Linked DNA regions of Athene noctua: region 1 is linked to region 2. A link is a contact called in public Hi-C data. All regions are on one chromosome and are shown on one strand. The core of a region is the stretch at or near the end of the contact, and the rest is flanking DNA. Distances in the headings are between cores, read along the strand shown. Region 1 holds the start of NDUFA13 (NADH:ubiquinone oxidoreductase subunit A13). Region 2 holds the start of NR2C2AP (nuclear receptor 2C2 associated protein).

Region 1 (2,700 bases), core at 88-2,587, 150 kb before region 2:
AGCAAGCGTGCACCAAGTGTGCAGCCATAGGCAAGCACGCAGCGGTAATCGTGCACTAAAAAGTGTGCACGCACCGGCAAGCGTGAAGAAAAAAGTGTGAACCCACTGGCAAATGTGCACCAAGAGCGCAGCACGGGCCAGCACCCAACGGTAAGTGTGCACTAAAAAACGTGCACCAAGTAGCAAGAATGTACCCAAAAGTGTGCATCCACCAGCAAGCGTGCACCGGGCCTGCACCCATGGTTAATTGTGCACCGGCAAGTGGGCGCCAAAAAGTGTGAATCGACCAGCAAGCGTGCACCAAGAGTGCAGCCACGGTTAATCGTGCACCAGCAAGTTCACACCAAAACGCGTGAACCCACTGGCAAACGTGCACCGAGCGTACAGCCGCCGGCAAGCACGCGGCGGTAAGTGTGCACCGAAGAGCCTGCACCCACCGGCAGACACGCAGCAAAAAAAGTGCAAGCGTGCACCACGAATGCTGCTCACGCTGGAGCGTGCGCTCACCAGTGACCAGGCCCTGGGCAGCGTGTCCCCTCCCCACAGCCCCCTGCACCCCAAATCCCGGCTGTGCTCTGTCCACACCCCCCCCCCCAGCCCCAAGACCCCCCGCAGCCAGCACCCACCGTTTTACCTGCGCACCCCCCCCGGCGCGGGGACCCCCGCAGCACCCCGCACCCCCCGGGGTGGATTTTCCCGTCCCCCCCCCCGGCGCTCTCAGCCCTCGGACGCTCCAGATCAAGGTCACTCTTGTCTTAAGCCCTAATCGGCGGCTCTAATCCCCCCGGCTGCCGCCGGGAATTAATAACTTTGCAGATGGGGGGGCCCGGATGGGGGGGGTGGGGTGTAAAGGGCACCCTGGGGAGGGGGGACACGGGGAAGGGCGAGCCCGGGGGTGCCCGTGGTCCTTGGGGGGTGCCGCAGCAAGACGCAGGAGTCTCCGGCTCCTCGCCCCATCCTGAGTGATCCTCGAGGGGGGGGTCGTTATGCCAACACCCCCAGAGCCGGGGTCTTCCTGTGCATCACCGACTCGCTCGGCTCCCCCGGTACCGACCCGTTTCGTTACGACCGAATTTTCGGGAGAATCGAGCTGAGATGTGGGCAAAGACCCTCGTGGGGAAGGAGCGGCCGCGAGCCGAGCGCGGGCTCCGGGCCTCGTCCTGCCCCCGCGGTTGTTGGCCGAGGTGGGACCTGAACCCGACGGGGACTCGGGATTCTCACCGGTGTCCCCCGGGGAAACTCACCTGGAGGGAAAAGCCCGGGGGTCACCCCCCACCCCGCTCCAAGCGCCTGGAACCAGCCGCACCTCCAGGCAAAACCACAAATCCAGGGCTCCGGCAGCGTCTTGGCCCAGTGACAAAACAAAGCCTGGTCCCTCGCTCGGTGCCCAGAGCACGGAGCAAACCTCACCCACCCCCGGTGCCAAGGTTCAAGCTGCCGCTTCCCCCCGGGGGGGGGGGGTGTCCCCGCTCCCCAGCCCCGTTCCCACGCCGGGGGCCGTTTCCCCACCCTCCGTGTGGTCCCTTCATCCCCATCACTGGCCCCAGGGTCGGCCCCGTTCCCCCCAGACTCTGAGGATGCTCCAGAGAAGAGGCTGCACCCCCGGGGGGGGCCACCCCGGCTCCCCCCCATGCCTGGGCTGACGGACAGCTCCCGCTCCCTTTGTTTTCCCGGCCCTGAGAAGACAGAAAGCGATCGGGTGGCTCGCGATTAAGCTCACGGAGCTAATGAGCCAAGAAAATGAAGGTGTGGAGGGCATGGGGAGGCAGTAGGTTGTTTTTTTTTTTTTCGGTGGGGGAGGATGTAAGGTAAGTGGGAAATCACCCAGGGCAGGACTTGGACCGGCTCGGGGCTCTGCAGGTGCCCCAGCCCCACCACACGCAGCAGGAGAAACCCCCCAAAGCCACATCTGGGGGACGGGGGTTTATGGTTTGGGGGTGGATTAAGGGCGCAGGATAAGGGGAATAGGAAGAAATTCAGCCCCGTTTCTCAGCAGACAGGGGTTTGTTTCTGGGTTTGGAGTGTTTTAACGCTTACCTGGGGATTTTTTCTGCTGGCAAATTATCCTAAAGGAGCCGGCGTGACTGTGGCAGGACACCTACGCGCGTTCCCTGCTCCAGCCTGGCTGTGTGCGGGGAGGGAGAAGAAAAGCAGGAGAGATCAGTCAGCTCGTTTACAAAGACAAAACCCCCGTCCCTCGTCCCTTCCACCTCGGAAGCCAAATTTCTGCGTTTAACTCCGACCAGGTTTGGTGGCTTTGCAGGACCCCCCGGGCTGGGGGTTCCCGGGCTGGAGTGGGGGAGCTCGGGGCTGAGGGAGGCTCCATCCACGGGGATGCACCAACAAAAAAAAACCTTTTTGGAGAAGGGGGCTGAGTCCCGGGGGCTGCCCCGGGAGGTGTGTGCCCCCCCCTCCCGAGCTCAGGCGATGGGCGCAGTGCTGAGTGCTGGGCCTGGGGGTTGCATAAATGGGATTATTTCTGCCTCGTAGCGGGAAGGAACACGTTTGATGAGGTTTCTGTCTGTCAACTTCACCCCATAAACCCTCGATTTACCCTCCTCTAGGGCTGTTGACTCAAACCCTCGCAAATCCCATCAAACAGCTCCATCCGGCCACGCGGAGACGCGGGCGAAGCTGGTTTCGGAGCACCCCCCCCCTCCCACTCACCTCACAGACCTGCGATCAGCCGAGCAGGAGGCT
Region 2 (2,700 bases), core at 166-2,665:
CCCGCCGAGGGGCAAGTAAGGCTCCTGCGGTTTTTGACCCAATTTCTGAGGCGAAACTCAGCAGGAACGGAGAGGGGGGAGGAAGGAGGAGGAAGACGGAGCCCGTCACGCGTGTGTGTCACCGCGTGGGTTTGCACACACGTGTGCGCACGCTGACACGCGTGTGCGCAGCCCCAGCCGGGGGCTGAGCCCCCAGAGCCGTGCGGCGAGGGGGAGGCGATGGTTCTGCAGCGCTCGCTGGTTTTATTTCTGCCGGTGGCTGCGCGCAGGCAGCCTCGGCGCGGCCGCTGTGACTCACGCAGGCACCTGGGGACGGCTGCAGAGAGCCGCGGCCTCCCCCAGCGAGGCGGCCACGGGGGCCAGCTGGGGCCACGGGACCACCACGGGGTCAAGGCTTGGCAACCTCGCTGAGCGCTGGGGCACAGCCACAAGGACCGAGGGCAAGCGCAGCGGCACCGTGTGCTGGCAGAGGGTCATTTTAAGCAGCTGCCAGGTTCTGTGTGTGTGTGTGTGTGAGTTCTCCTGGCACAGCTGCTCTGGGTCCCCCCTCGCAGGCTGGGGGGGGTGGGGGGGCAGCTCAACCCTGCCTGGCCCGGGGGGGGTCCCGAGGGGCACCAGGGAGGGTTTGGACCTGCCCGGGCGCTGCGCTGGGGGCTTCATCGAGGGGGGGTGTGCAGGGATGAGCCAGCGGGGGGGGTGCTGCAGTGTGGGGGTGCTGCAGCGTGGGGGGGTGCTGCAGCGTGCAGAGATGCTCCAGTTCAAGGATGCTGCGGTTTGTGGGGATACTCCGGGGTGCCGGGATGCTCAGGGATGCTGGAGCACGCTGGAATTCTGGGATGCGCAGGGATGCCGGGATGCGCTGGGATGCGCAGGGATGCCGGAGCAGGCCGGGATGCCGGGACGCGCAGGGAAGCCGGGACGCGCAGGGATGCCGGGACGCGCAGGGATGCGCAGGGATGCCGGGACGCGCAGGGAAGCCGGAGCAGGCCGGGCTCCTCTCACCCCCGCGCTCCGCCCCCCCGCAGCCTCCCGCCGCCGCTCCCAGCCGCGCTCCGCCAGTGCCACCTACAGAGCCGGCCCGGGAGGGCACCGGCCGCCCCAGCCCCGCGCCCCGCGAGCCCCCCTGGAGCCGGGCTTTGGAGGTGGGGGGGCGTACCCCGACTCCAGGGCCGTGCAGGGGCCGTCAGAGCGGCTGTGGGGGGCGACACCTTGGCGGGGGGGGTGTGTGTGTGTGAATCACAGGGGGACGGCACCCAGGGTGCTGGGTCGGGGGCGCTGCATGGGGGGACCCCGGGGTGCTGCATGTCGTCCCCCCACCTCGTCGGGGGGGCTGCGGGCGGCGGGTACAGGGAGCTCCGGCCCGCCGGGCTCCAGGGGAGGGCGGAGCGCTGCGGCGGGGCCGGGGGGGCGGGGGGAGGCGTTCCCGGACGCCGAGGCCCGGGGAAGGAGCTCCGCCGCTTCCTGCGCCGGGCGGGCGGTGAGTGGCGGCGGCCGGAGGGGACGGGGATGGGCGCGGGGACGGGAACCGGGGGTGCCCCGGTGCTGCCGGTCTCTTTCAGTGCTGCCCGGGGGTCCCTAATGCTGCTCAGGGGTCTCCAGTGCTGTCTGGGGGTTCCCAGTGCTCTCCGGGGGTCCCCAATGCTGCTCGGGGGTCCCCAGTGCTGCCCGGGGGTCCCCAATGCTGCTCGGGGGTCCCCAGTGCTGGTCGGATGTCTCTAATGCTGTCCGGGGGTCCCCAGGGCTGTCCTGGGATCCCCAATGCTGCTCAAGGATCCCTAGTGCTTCTCGGGGGTCCCCAGTGCTGCCCAGTGGGTGCCCCCAGTAACACCGGGGTGTCCCTAAGGCTTCTCAGGGATCCTCAGTGCTGTCCAGGTGCCCCCAATGCTGCCCAGGGGTCCCCAATGCTGCTCAAGTGTCCCCAATATTGCTTGGGGGTCCCCAATGCTGCCAGAGTGCCCCCAGTGCTGTCTGGGTGCCCCCAATGTTGCCTGGTGGTCTCTAGTGCTGTCCAGGGGTCTCCATTGCTTCTCGCGTTGCCCCCAGTACTGTCCAGGGGTCCCCAGTACTGTTCGGGGGTCTCCAGTGCTGCCCGGGTGTCCCTGTTGCTGGGTGACTCCGGTTTTTGGCCCTGGCTGACCCCGTCTCTCCGCAGGCAGCGATGCCCGTGGAGCCCCTGGTCTGCGCCGACACGGCCACGCGGTGAGTCCCGGCCCCCCCAGGGGACAGCGGGCAGTGGGGTGCTGCGGCCACCCACCCCCCTGCCCCGCAGCGGGTCCCTCCTGGGTGTCACACGCCGTCCCCTGGCCCTGCGGGGGACATGCGTCCCATCGCTGAGGCTGTCCCCGTCGTGTCCCCGGGATGGTGGCGCGTGTCCCCGCAGGGTGAGCTCTGTGCTTAACCGGGACGTGAAGCAGTTTGGGAAGAAGCACATGTTCGACGCGAGCGAGGAGACGTGCTGGAACTCGGACCAGGTTGGGGGGACGAGGACAGGGGAAGCCAGAGGGGTGGGCTGGGGGCCGTGGGCTGGGGACACCCCGCTGTCCCCGCTGTGACGGAGCCCCGCTGTCACTCCTGCCTCCAGGGCATGTGCCAGTGGGTCACCCTGGACTTCCCCCGCACCGTCAAGGTCTCGCAGCTCCACATCCAGTTCCAGGGGGGGTTCTCCAGCCGGCTGTGCACGCTGGAAGGTGAGGACCTGGT

What was found. Hi-C and Micro-C count contacts between places; a contact is called where the count stands out from the background.
Region 1: a contact with region 2 is called in a Hi-C map of liver, with 3 times the contacts expected there. The contact joins the promoter of NDUFA13 here to the promoter of NR2C2AP in region 2.

What each region holds. Positions count from the first base shown.
Region 1 is chr27:6,839,028-6,841,727 of bAthNoc1.hap1.1, reverse strand. NDUFA13 (NADH:ubiquinone oxidoreductase subunit A13) reads right to left here and starts at 1,337. Exons shown (of 6, transcript XM_074928133.1): 1 at 1,245-1,337.
Region 2 is chr27:6,687,396-6,690,095 of bAthNoc1.hap1.1, reverse strand. It overlaps NR2C2AP (nuclear receptor 2C2 associated protein), which reads left to right and starts at 1,415. Exons shown (of 6, transcript XM_074928023.1): 1 at 1,415-1,477; 2 at 2,153-2,199; 3 at 2,381-2,471; 4 at 2,582-2,687. The coding sequence starts at 2,159.